Linked DNA regions of Hordeum vulgare: region 1 is linked to region 2. Evidence: chromatin contacts called from public Hi-C data. All regions are on one chromosome and are shown on one strand. The core of a region is the stretch at or near the end of the contact, and the rest is flanking DNA. Distances in the headings are between cores, read along the strand shown. Region 1 holds the start of LOC123410936 (dehydrodolichyl diphosphate synthase CPT3). Region 2 holds the start of LOC123407263 (AP-1 complex subunit gamma-2-like).

Region 1 (7,460 bases), core at 4,903-7,402, 180 kb after region 2:
ACGATGACAGATAACCTCATGTGTTTGCCCTGTGGATGCCATTGATGAAGAAGAGCTTTGTGCTGGCCCGGAAGGTGTGCCCTTGGCGGAGGGTGGGGCAGGGGCCCGTTTCCTCCTATCTTTGTTGGAGTTGGTGGCTGAAGTAGGCGGTGCTGATATAGGAGGACGTGTGGAAGTAGATGAGGTCCGTGGCATCCATGAGGAAGTGCGATGTGCAGAAAAGTTAGTTCTTGCCAATGCCTATCGATCCTGCACTTCACGTTCAGCTTTGCAAGTAAGATGGAATAAACGAGTGATGGTGTTATAATCCTTATATTCTAGAATAGTTTGAATATATCTATTTAATCCACCCATAAAACGTGCAAGCATAGCTTCATTGTCCTCAAGAATACCACATCTAATCATGCTAGTTTGTAATTCGTGATAATATTCTTCTACATAACTTTTTCCTTGTCTTAAACGCTGTAATTTTGGAAATAATTCACGTTGATAATATGGTGGAACCCAACGAGTATGCATAGCAGTTTTCAAAGCAGCCCAAGTAGTTGGAATATTAGCATGATGTATCCGACAATGTTCAGACCACCAAACAGAAGCAAAACCATTGAATGAACAAACAACAACAGCAACACGTCTATCCTCAGGAAATTGTAAGAATGTAATACGTTGCTTTGTTTCTAACTCCCAAGTAAGATATATATCAGGAACATACCGACCATCAAATGTAGGAATATTCAATTTAAGTTTAGGGAGATGGTCATGATCCCGTACCTGAGGGGGTGGTGCGGCCCTACCATTGTGATTGTATCCATGTGGACGACCGGTGCTTGTGGATGTGGTTGTTGTCCCTGGTGCTGATTTGGACCAACCTCTCCCTCATCATCGTCATCACCATCATAATCCTCATTCTTCAGCCAGAGAAACCTCAGTAGTAGCAGCAGCAACAACAACACCAGAATTATGTGCTTGGATGGAAGGCACACGTCGCGCTCGTCCCACAAAATCCGGGCCTCGTTGTTGTCGTTGTTGTTGTTGTTGTTGTTGTTGAAAAGGGATGGAAGCTGCAGCTGGTGGTGGTAGACGGGCAAGCACCTCAATGAACTTGACGTCCATCTTAGTGTTGAATGTCTTCTCCAAACCGTTTAGCTTCTCCATGGCCTCTCTAAAGCTGGTCATGTAATCTTGTACCTAGTCAGCCATCATTTGCTGAAATTTATCATGGAGCTCCTGGTTGGTCAAGCTCTCCCAGTTGATCTTATTTTCTTGTGAACCTCGCATGGTTAGGAGCAATAGGAACACAGAAGAATATGAACCTACAGACTACTAGGAAGTGGTGGTGATGGTGGTGGTGGTGGTGTGTCACAAATCCGTCAAGAAAATCTCAAATTCTTACCAGTTTTTACCCAACAGCAGGTGGTGATCGACAACCGGTGTAGTCAAAACTCTCAAAGCTTGGATAGAGCGATTGTCAGGTGGTGTCAAACACACGATGTAGATGTGTGTGGAGTTGGGAAGGCTTATAATATGGTAGCAAAAAGGGTTAGCGATAATCAGTTCAGGGATGCAAAGTTGAAAGGATGCTCAACGATGGTACCTTGCTGGTCCTAGGCTAAACCGTACTAGAGACGCGAGCCTAGAACACCAACAAAATCACGACGCTACACGTAAAAAAGGGAAGATCCACTCTTATTTTTATTTTTTTGGCGCCTTTTTTTTGCGCTCTTGTTTTTGTTTTCCAGAAAATCACTATAATGGTGAGTGTCTCAAAACTCTTTCGAAGGAATAAAAATAGGATAGGCACGGATTTTTTTGACTATTTTTTTCTAGAGCAATTCAGGGCTGCGACGACCAAAAATTGCGACAAAAATCACTATGGTGGCAAGTGTCTCAAAACTCTCTAAAATCCTAACAACACGATAGGGGAAACAAATTCACCCTCCGATTTTTTTTCCTGAAAAGCGTGCTAGACTCAAACCTACTTTGAAATTTTGGCCTAAAAAGTGCTATGATTTTTTCCCGAAACCTACTCACGTAAGGAAATGCGAAATCGAAAACAAGAGGATCTTGAAATTAACCTAATACAGAAAGGACTCAGACTAGGATTGGTGGTGGATATGTGGTGGTGATATATGGCAGCAAGGATGATGGTGGCATGTTGGTGGTATATGGCAACAACGATGATGATAGCGTAGTGGTGGTATATGGCAACGATGAAAGATGGCGTGGTGGCGGCATGATGATGTTTGCTGTGTATCCCTTGCAACGGCGCCAGAAAATAGTTGTGTCGACGGCACCAGGAATCCTTCAGCTGCGGCTACGCCTTAAGGGACTTCCTAGGCAAGTATGCAAAGGATTTCCCCCGTGGCCTTGGAGCCTTGCATTGGTGTTCCCTCGAAGCGGAAAGGGTGATGTAGCACAACGATGGTAAGTATTTCCCTCAGTTTGAGAACCAAGGTATCAATCCGGCGGAGGAGTATCTCAAGATCCTGCACAAACACAAAAGCTTGCACCCAACGCTATGAAGGGGTTGTCAATCCCTTATAGATTGTTTGCCAAGTGAGAACTGAAAGCAACAAAGTAACAAAGCAAAAGTAAAAGCGGAGGTGTAAACGATGGATGTGAATAGACCCGGGGGCCGTAGTGTTTACTAGTGGCTTCTCTCATGACAGCAAGTAGACGGTGGGTGAACAAATTACCGTCGAGCAATTGATAGAACCGCGCAAAGTCGTGACGATATCTATGCAATGATTATATCTATAGGCATCACATCCGACACAAGTAGACCGATACTTTCTGCATCTACTACTATTACTCCACACATCGACCGCTATCCAGCATGCATCTAGTGTATTAAGTCCATAAGAACAGAGCAACGCCTTAAGCAAGATGACATGATGTAGAGGGATAATCTCAAACCAATGATAAAAACCCCATCTTTTTACCCTTGATGGCAACTACTTGATGTGTGCCTTGCTGCCCCTACTGTCACTGGGAAAGGTCACCATATGGCAGAACCCAAAATCAAGCACTTCTCCCATTGCAAGAATCATAGATCTAGTTGGCCAAACAAAACCTAAGACTCAGAGAGACTTACAAGGATATCAAATCATGCATATAAGAAATCAACAAAGACTCAAATATATATCATAGATAATCTGATCACAAATACACAATTCATCGGATCTCGACAAACACACCGCCAAAGAAGATTACATCGGATAGATCTCCATGAAGATCATGAAGAACTTTGTATTGAAGATCCAAGAGAGAAAAGAAGCCATCTAGCTACTAACTACGGACCCGTAGGTCTGAAGTGAACTACTCACGAGTCATTGGAGGGGCGATGATGATGATGAAGAATCCCTCCAACTCCAAAGTCCCCTCCGACAGGGTGCCGGGAAGGGTCTCCAGATGAGATCTCGCGGAAACGGAAGCTTGCGGCGGCGGAAAAGTATTTTCGACGCTCCCCTGATTTTTTACGGAATATTTGGGAATTTATAGGCCAAAGACCTAGGTCAGGGGGCGGCCAGGGAGGCCACAAGCCTGCCCACCGCCGCCTCCCCCCTGGTGGTAGAGTGGGGGCTTGTGGGCTCCCTGGAGCCCACCTGGCCTGGCCCAAAGGCCCCCCTGATCTTCTTCTATTCGGGAAAAAATCATTTGGGGGTTTGTCTTTCGTTTGGACTCCATTCCAAAATCAGATCTGAAAAGAGTCAAAACCACGGAAAAAACAGGAACTGGCACTTGGTACTGAATTAATAAGTTAGTCCCAAAAAAGATATTAAAGGTACATAAAACAACCAAAGAAGACAAAATAACAGCGTGAAACCATCAAAAATTATAGATACGTTTGAGACGTATCATGTGACAACCTGTGAGCAGAACTCAAAACTCTAAAGGACTAGACACTAAGACCAACAACTCGACACGACGATGTAACCGCAAATCCAACAAAGCAAAATACTTAAAAGACTATGCAAAGGCTCGGATTGGTTCGGATATGATGATCTAACCCTTTTTTGTGTGGCTTTTCCGTGGACTATAGGTATGAAGAACCGATGTGATCTAACTACAAAAAAATGGTAAAATCTCACCGAGCAACCTGGAAATTTGATACCACTTGAGAGATGCAAAGTTGTCCTTGTCTTTCAATGAGATGGTGGTTATCGTTTTGGTGGAGTAGACTTTGACGATCAAGCTACGAACGTGTGAGGACATCGCGTCTTAGCAATCGCTAAACCAACTCCGAGAGGTTATTGACCACGCCGGAGCACGATCAACCTAACCACGAGGTTTGTTTCCTGCACACAAACGAAGAACAAGCAAGAAACTAAGATTGCAATCTGGATATTGCAAATATAAGAGGAAAGCTTTATTGATGAAAGTGGGGTTTTGTGACGTCTTTATCTGGTCGTGGAACACAAACGAAGAACGCGAAGTTGCAGCTATGGCAAACTTGTAATCTAAACAAAAACCAAGTCTAAAAGGCGCCCTAAGGGTTGTATATATGAGGGAATAGAGGAGGAATTTCGTGACCCCTTGGAGGAGGGGTCCCAAACTGACCCTAACTCAGTTTCCCCACACATACGGACTCTAAAAATAGCCTATAATATGATATTTCAAAATTACATGGGCCTGGCCCAAAAATAAGGTGGTGCAACACGTATAATAGCCTATGGATGAAATTTATAAAGTGACGTCTTGAATATTCCGTCCAAGCCTTCATGTTCTCCTTATGGTGGCTTCAAAGTGCGAAAATCACCAGTGAAAATTTCATTGTTCTTCCCCGCGCGTGCACCTTCTTTTTCATGCTTGATCCCGCTCCAATAGACATCCTTCTTGTTCATGCTAGGTCCTTCATTCATAAGTACAACAAAAGTATCTAACTTAGGCAACATCATATGTTCATGAACATTAGAAAGATTTCCAAGAAACGAAAATACCTGGTAATTCAATTGGCGTGCGCGAGCTCTAATAACCGGTCGAGTATGTATAGCAACTCGAGTTGTGGGTGTAACAATGGTATTAATGTCCTCATCAAAGACCGTCGTCGGAGTTGAGAAATCGAAGGACAACAGTGTGCCCAATACCCCGCGCGTGTTACTGCCCTGCTCACATTTGCAACCCATGGGAACATCTGCCATTGTTGTAACATAGGAGAGTTGCACAACGCTGACCACCCTCTACCGTGAGTTGTGACCTGTGAGGTTAGCGTCGTTGCCCCGTAGTGCCGCTCAAGGACGTGCCCCTGTTGCAAACGGAGAGGCCGCAACACTCTTGAAGTGGCAAAGTGGCACCGTTGCTCGGATGCAGCGCTCGTGGCGGCTATCGGAGTTCCGTTGGAGCTCTCTCCTAGCTGCAATGGAGCACTCGACGGCGGCTCTCGAAGATGCATTGCAGCTCTCGACGTGCTGCAATGAAACGCTCGCCAACGGCTCTCGGAGCCGTGTTGTGACAGATCGCTGGTCGACGTTGCCGGAGATGCAATGCAGCGTTTGCTGGCAATTGTTGGTGCTGAAACGCTGCGGTCGTTGGCGCTAGCAGTTCTATAGGGGAGGAACTGGTGCTTCGACGCAACTTTGTCGGCGAGCGTTGGTGTTGCCACGCAGTGCTGCCGGAGCTGCGATGAAGCGCTCACGATGATGCAGAGAAGGCTGATGGCTCAAGCTCGATCAGCGCTTGCCGACGGCTTCGGACTATGGTGTTGTAATACAGTCCCGTCGATGATTGTACGAGGGGAAACGACGGTGTGAGAGGTAAAGCTAGCGACCAACATCGTCGACAAGTACGACCCCTGCAGCGGCTGTGAGGCAGACGACGACCCAGAGGACGGAAGAAAGCAACAAATGTGTACGCGATGGGAGAGAACAACCCAGCGTTGCGTTGATCGATTCACCTGTTACGCGCGACGGATCCAATGGCTCTTGACCCGACTGGTTTTCTATGGAAATCAACCGGATGACACCTAGCGGTGACCCACTTAAAAACTAACGATTCAGTGGCTTAAGTTCTTTTAAACAAGCGAATCATAAAAGTGACATGTATTAGTATTACAAACTTTCCAAAAGCAACAAGTGACGAATAATCGAATTCCCCTGATTTTTGATGCCCACCCAATCGAGAAAAACGGACGGCTGGCTGCGAAAGGCCCAAGTCGCCGTCGGCCAGGACACGCACGGCAGGTAGGCAACGGAAGGAATCTTCGCGAGCTCTCCTTTTCCCTCCGTGGCGCGCCGCCGGCCTCCCGTCCCCCTCCCCCGCCGTCGCGCTCGTACGGGCGAGATCCGCACGGCCACAACTGCCAACTCCCACCCGCTCGCTGTCCTGCCCGTCCCAATCCGCCACGAGATCGGCCGGCGCCTCTTCTTCTCCTCTTGCCCACCTCAGCCACTCGCTTCTCGAGCTCGAGCTCGCATCTCTGCTCCGGAGCCCCGGTAGCGCCGCTCCTCCTCCGCTCCCCGACCGTCATCCCGCAGGTAAGCCGAGGCTAATCTTTCTCTGTTGTGTGATCACTCCATGGGTGTGCCGCGAGCTGCCGCTTGCCCGCAACGTGTTCGACGGAATTGCCGTGAGGTTGAGGTGTATGTAGTATGCGCCTGTGCTTTGCTTTCTTAAGCTGCTGCTGGCTACCCTATCCTGATTGTTGCCGGTTCTGCTTAGAAGTCATCCGATCGGAATTACTTGTATCTGAGCAGCAGTTTTGAAGAAGCTTCTGTCTGATAGGAATTTGACCATGTGGGTAAAAAAAAATGCATGCTTTGTGCTACATGCATATGCTTGTTTAAGGAAAGGAAATCTGCTTGTTCAGGAAGTTGTTGACATGTTGTCGTCTGGATAGGTGCCCTGTTGCTTCTACTCTCGAACCCAGTGAACCTCGTCGTCGTGTCGCTTTAGCCGATCTTTTGAGCAGCTGAAATCTGGTGCTGCAAGTCCGGAGTCGTCTTTCTGTCCCAAGTTCCATTTTGTCTATAGGATCTATTTGATAGTACAAGAAGGATCACGTCTCTTTTGTATGTGTGTTCGTACAGTCCTGGGGAAGCATAAGCAATGAACTGTTGCCTTGACATCTGCTTTTCTTCGCAGTGCCGCTTAATCCTGTAATACTGATAATATACATCTCACACCCATTTTCTGATGGTGATCGTTCGCTTGTTGACCTTTCCCATGCAAGGAAGTCTGAAACCTATGTTCTTTTTCCTGTTTGCAGGTTTGAGACCGGTGCATTGCTTGGTTGACCCCTACTTGTGGAAATGCTTGATTCACTTATTAGTCATGTAATAAGATTCTCAAACAGCTCTGACTCATTTTCTGCTGCGCTGTCATCTTACTTTATCTGACACGTAGTACAATCACTGATGTGCCATATTTATCTTGTTGGTCCAGGACCCGAAGGTGTTGAATGAGAAGAAGCCTGATGAGATAATTGCGACTGGTGTTGTTGAAAGTCTGAAGAATTTTCTACG
Region 2 (6,623 bases), core at 2,750-5,249:
CATGAAATTTGGGATATGTATAGAGATAAGATAAGTATTGTAATCATCTTCTCCAAAATGATGATTGAAACTATGTGTATGTATAAAGATAAGATAAGTATTGTAACCATCTTATCTAAAATGATGCTTCAAACTACGTGTATATATTGCAAGCTAGCCTATTTGTTGTCTTGCTCTTATATGATGTTCGATACATGGACTATGCTGCTTATATGGTGTTTGAAATTATATGTGGGTGTTAGAAATTATATATATCATATGTGTATTTTAAAAATGCAGGGTAATAACTAAAAGCAAACAAAATGGTGGCAATAGTGGCAAAGGACTTTGTCGTCGGCTATCACGCGGCAAAGGCGCCATGTGGCATCCACCTGTGCAACCTGGGGCAGCCGACTAACCCATCTGGTCACCTTGTCGTCTGCTAGAGCCCACGACAGACGGCAAAGGGTCGCGCCTCGCAGACGGCAAAGAGCCCATAAATGGCAGACGACAAAGAGCCACCACGTGGCAACAACAAAGGGCCGTCACAGGCAGACGACGTAGGCCTCATCAATGACGGATGGCAAAGGCCTCATCAATGGTAGACGACGAAATACTCCATTAGCCACTAATAGAGCAGGTGTCAGTCGTCTGTCGTCTAAATACTTTGTCGTTTGCTTGTCATGTCAGACAGATGGCGAAGCTCTTTGCCGTCCGCTGCATGTCGGCAGACGGCAAAGAAGGCCCTTTACCGACGCAAGCAGTCATAGAATTTTTTGCCTGACAGCAAATAGCTTTGCCGTCCGTGGAGTGGCCCTTTGCCGTTCGCTATGGCAAACGACAAAGAAACTGATTCCTGTAGTGCCCTATCTTTCTACGTGTCTCATCGAACCGTTTGCTTCAAAAAATATGCATTGAGTGTTAGCAATCATACAAGACTAAATGATGGTTGAGTATGTGAACTTGCTAAAATAAAAGCTCTTACAGATACTATTCTCTGAATTATGATGAATTGTGATTGTCTCGGTGACTAAGAATATAGCTTGTTGGTTGACAATAAAGTTTATGTTTCATACTTAAATACATGTGGATAGATTGTTACTTGTTTATGATAAGTTATATGATGAAAACTTTCTAATATGTTAATATCCATGATGCTCCCTTCACCGTAATTTGTTTTTATCGACACCTTTCTCTATAATTATGTGGTCATTTTTATCGAGCTCGGCTTTCGCTGGAGGACAAGCGAGGTCTAAGCTTGGGGAAGTTGATACGTCCATTTTGCATCATGATTTCTTATTGATATTTATATTGTTCTTGGTAATTATTCAACTTTACGATACAATTCTAATTCCTTTTCTCTCTTAATTTGCAATATCTACACAAAGAGGGAAATTGCGTGAAGTCGGGATTCTGGACCTGAAAGCCATGGGAAAATATGAAGAATTTCTGGACTCCAAATGACCTGAAACTTTACGAGGATTTTTTGTGGAATATATAAGAATTATTGGAGTGAATATGTACTAGAGGGGGGCCACCTGTTGGTGCAAAGCCAACAGGGCGCGCTCACCCGTAGGCGCGCCCTGATGGTTTGGGAGGCCCGCACCCAGGCTCCAGCCCCCCTCTTATGTTATATGGTGGTTTTTTACCTAGAAAAGTCAAGAGGATACTTTCGGGACGAGGCGCCGCCGTCTTGAGGTGAAAACCTGGGCAAATGCCCTTTTGCTCTCTCATAGAGTGATTTTGTCGGGGAAACTTTCCTTCGAGAGGGGAGAGTCAAAGCCATCATCATCATCAACGCTTCCTCCTTCGTGGAAGGGCCAATCTTCATACACATATTCATCGACACCATCTTGTATCAAACCCTAGTTCATATATCTTGTATGCAATCTTTGTCTCAAAACCTCATATTGGTACCTCAGGCATCTTGTAGTTGATGCTTGCTGGTTTGCTTGGGGGAAGATAATATGTTCAGATCCTTTATCATATTTGTTATACCTCTCATTGAACATGGTGATGATTTGTGATTAGTTTCTTTTGTTCTTGAGGACATTGGAGAAGTCTTGTTATAAGTATTCATGTGAAGTTGGTATAGGTTTGATATTTTCAGGATATGTATGTTGTTGTTTCCTTTAGTGGCGTCATGTGAACGCCGACTACATGACACTTCAATATATTTGGGCCGAGGGAAATGTATAGTGGAGTAATAAGTAGATGATGGGGTGCTGGAGTGACAGAAGCTTAAATCCTAGTATATGCATTATCCCGTAAGGGCTGATTTGGATCCATAAGTTTCATGCTATGGTTAGATTTATCCTAATTCTTCTTTTGTAATTGCAGATTCTTGTGAGAGGGGGTAATCATAAGTGGGTTGCTTGTTCAAGTAATAACAACACCCAAGCACCGGTCCACCCACATATCAAATTATCAAAGTAACGAACGCGAATCAACTCAACATGATGAAAATGACTATACGACAATTCCCATGTATCCTCGATAGCGCTTTACTTTATATAAGAGAACTTCCAGACTTGTCCTTTGCTATAAAAATTATTTGGTCACCTTTTTGCACACTTGCTACTATTGTTACTTGTTACTTGTTACAAATTATCCTGCTACAAAACTATATATCAATGTTACTCACAACACTTGTAGACAATTGCTTGCTGAAAATTGTTTGTCATTTCCTTATGCTCCTCGCTGGGTTCGACACTCTTACTTATGGAAAGGACTACGATTGATCCCCACTTGTGGGTCATCACCAGTTCTTGTTGCTTTTGCATGTTTTGCACAAAATCCAACGGAGTCCAAACACGACAAAAAATTATAGAGATTTATTTTGAAATATATGTGAATTTTGGAAAGAAGAATTTGAATGAGAATGTTTATATAGTCAATCATAGAAAGAGACATAAATCAATAAAATATAAAAGGAATAATAATGGAATTGTAAAGATTTTCCAATGCCCTTCTATTGTTCCTCGTAATGAACCAGATAGCGATGAGGAGCTTCTTATCCAATCAATGTCCTCAATATAAAATGGGACATATACACATTGTTGTTGTTGTTGTAACATTTTAGTGTATTGCACAAACACATTTTGTAAGAGTGTCTTGTGGAGTGCAATTACATGACACATTAGTGACCTTGCTTTATTTTAGGTGCACTAACAAGAAGAAGACCGTTAATCTGACAAGTCGTGGATCATTTCTAGTGAGTTGAAGGATTCATTCATGTGTGAGATACCTATGATAGTGACGTCGATATGTTACTGGTGTCGCAATGTATTGAGATGGATAGGTTGCATGTTAAGATAAATATGACAGTAACCTATTCATGTCATGTGGTCTACATCCGGCATAACATTATTTTTGCAAGAGTTCATAATCACATTTTTTTAAATGACGTTGTGATAAATTTAAGTCGACTAGGATTTCTTTAATTGAGAAATGCAAATTGTACTCTTTATAATAAACAAAAGTCACACCTTATCGACTCATTTGTGACAGAAGAAAACTTTTGTGGACACATGGATGAACCCAAAATGTTAGAGAAAGCATGCATGGAGTACTTTGTAAATAGTAAGCTAAGATGGATTAGCAATACACGTGCCAATTATACATGCACACCTTTGTCTATCTTTCACATGAAGATGAAAATATTTATATCCCTTCGAAGAATGTAACTACATGTTTGAAAGTGCGTGCTTAAGTTACATTATATGAATGGAACTCTCATCCCTTTTTCGATTACACATGTACATTTTCACATTAGTTGTACTTGAGAATAACCCGATTGCATACTATCTTTTTCAAGTAGAAAAATTTGAATTTATACTACGTCTCATGTCTCAAAAAAGAGTAATATACTATATCCACGAATATGCGCTTTGTGTGACTGCATAAACCAAGCAAGTGGGTAGTAGTATTTGTTAGTGAATGAATAAACAAATCAACCGTGATGCCGAGCACTAACACGCTAGGAATTTAGTGGCGAGTGAGATCAGCACGGCGAGATTAGACCCCAAATGCCCAACTATTCCTTACATGGACTAAAATAACAAAACCAGGGGGCCTCTTCGCAATTCGCACCACCACCGCCCACGTCCAGATCCACCCGGCCGTCGCCGTGGTCTTCCTCCTCCGCCCCGCCCCCCGACGGCGAGACCCCCCTTCCCATCGGACTCCGTCGAGAAGATCGTCGAGGACGCCGCCATGGACCTCTCCCTCAACCCCTTCTCCTCCGGCACGCGCCTCCGGTGAGCCTCCTCGATCGCGCCCGCCCGCCCAGCGGCCCCGCTCAGATCCGTCCCGTCGTGTAACCTCGCCCCGTGGCGTCTCCGCAGGGACATGATACGCGCGATACGCGCCTCCAAGACGGCCGCCGAGGAGCGCGCGGTGGTGCGGCGGGAGTGCGCGGCCATCAGGGCCGCCATCAGCGAGAACGACCAGGACTACCGGCACCGCAACATGGCCAAGCTCATGTTCATCCACATGCTCGGCTACCCCACGCATTTCGGCCAGATGGAGTGCCTCAAGCTCATCGCCTCCTCGGGCTTCCCCGAGAAGCGCATCGGCTACCTCGGCCTCACGCTGCTGCTCGACGAGCGGCAGGAGGTCCTCATGCTCGTCACCAACTCCCTCAAGCAGTATCCGACTCGCTCGCCTAATGCTTATGCCTACTTACATTTGCCGCCGCTTGTTCGTCGCTATTTGTTTTACAATGCCATGCTCATCTTTGAGTAATTGCTAGTCCTTAACGTGGGCAGAGATCTTAACCACTCCAACCAGTTCATCGTGGGCCTTGCGCTCTGCGCCCTGGGGAACATTTGCTCCGCTGAAATGGCGCGCGACCTGGCGCCCGAGGTGGAGAGGCTGTTGCAAACTAGGGACCCAAACACGAAGAAGAAGGTGCTCATTTTTTTTCATCATGATACCTTAGTCCCTTCGGAAACTGTTTTGAGCACCATAGCAGTATTCTGATACTACATATGAAAGAGTTATTATTTGGATGCTTCAAACCTGCAATGACCCTTCCATCGTTTGCCCTAGCATAAGAACTGCAAAAGCCTACATGTTAGTGTGCCTATATGCTATAGGTGGTTTAGCATCAGTAAATTTTCACTCAAACACCAACTCGTTACTTCTCGGATCTTCTAATCGATGCATTTCGAAGCTTACATTCTGTGCATTTCTTATCCTGTTGTTTTCCTTCTGCATAGGTGTTGTTCGTTTGGTTAGCCTTAGACTATGTTTTGTGGAGAACTATTATTGATTGTATATAGCTCCTGTTTGTAGGCTGCCTTGTGCTCTATACGGATTGTAAGAAAAGTTCCAGATTTGGCAGAGAACTTCATGGGTTCTGCTGCATCATTACTCAAGGAAAAACACCATGGGGTTCTGATTTCGGTTGTCCAGCTCTGTACAGAGCTCTGTAAATCAAGCAGAGAAGCATTGGAGTACTTGAGAAAGGTAACAGTGCTATTTTATGGACCATTAGCGGAAACCATTAGCATCAGTCCCAGCCCCTGCTCTTTCAGATCGTTCATTCGGTGATGCATTGACGCAACAATATCATTTTACATCATCGCTATGATATTTTCATCATTATTTGTCAAATGTTTGTTTCCAATGTTGTGTTCATCAAAAGAAGCAAAAACATTTTTGTGTTCTTCTCTATAACTATATTCATTAAATTGTTTTTAGATTGTACATGCAAGACTATTGCAAATATTTACATATATTTTCGACAATAATTATCTAGCATTCTGATAAAATCTTGCTGTTTCAGCACTCCGTCGAAGGGTTGGTCCGGATACTGAGAGACGTGTCCAACAGTTCGTATGCTCCTGAATATGACATTGCTGGCATCACAGATCCATTCTTGCACATCCGAGTTCTTAGGCTCATGCGGACATTGGGTCAAGGGGATGCAGACTGCAGCGAGTATGTGAATGATATTCTTGCCCAGGTAATTTGTTCATCCTTGGTTTTACACGAAACAAAATTTCAATTCAAAGTACATCAGCTCCCATCAAATTAGTGAACTAGATATTTGTTGTTACAAGCTACATATGAACATTAGTCACATGCTGTACAGCAAAATGATCTCTCCCCTGTAATGAAACTACTACTAGCAATTTATAACTTCTTTTAGGCATTCTTCCGTTTAGGTCTTGCTAAGAGTACTGTTATACATGAACTTTGAAACCTGGTAGCATGACTATTTTTTTTTTGCCTTTGCTGTGTTATTTTTTTAGTAGCTTGTTTCTTGGTTATCCGTTACACTCCCCCCCTGTGTATCTTATAGTGGTTAGTTCATAATTAACACATGTACTGGATTTTCAGGTTGCAACGAAAACAGAGTCAAACAAAAATGCTGGAAACGCTATTCTATATGAATGTGTTGAGACCATAATGGGAATTGAAGCTACTAGTGGTCTGCGTGTGCTGGCAATTAATATTTTGGGTAGATTCTTATCCAACCGTGATAACAATATAAGGTAAATGTCCTCTCGCTCTTGGACAACTGATACCCATCGTAACAAAGAGGTTAATTATTTGTGTTTTTTTGGGCTATTTTTTAGTCTGGAGTTCTGACTTGTCTCTGTGGTAGAGGAGCATAGTTCCAACCACTATTACTT

What was found. Hi-C and Micro-C count contacts between places; a contact is called where the count stands out from the background.
Region 1: a Hi-C map of leaf shows a contact between it and region 2, with 4 times the contacts expected there. The contact joins the promoter of LOC123410936 here to the promoter of LOC123407263 in region 2. A contact is called at or near these places in 3 of 6 Hi-C or Micro-C datasets (leaf and seedling).

The regions. Positions count from the first base shown.
Region 1 is chr7H:49,040,281-49,047,740 of MorexV3_pseudomolecules_assembly, forward strand. LOC123410936 (dehydrodolichyl diphosphate synthase CPT3) reads left to right here and starts at 6,153. Exons shown (of 3, transcript XM_045103859.1): 1 at 6,153-6,473; 2 at 7,205-7,271; 3 at 7,381-7,460. The coding sequence starts at 7,248.
Region 2 is chr7H:48,860,703-48,867,325 of MorexV3_pseudomolecules_assembly, forward strand. It overlaps LOC123407263 (AP-1 complex subunit gamma-2-like), which reads left to right and starts at 4,000. Exons shown (of 19, transcript XM_045100364.1): 1 at 4,000-4,238; 2 at 4,326-4,628; 3 at 4,749-4,890; 4 at 5,278-5,451; 5 at 5,771-5,950; 6 at 6,328-6,482. The coding sequence starts at 4,195.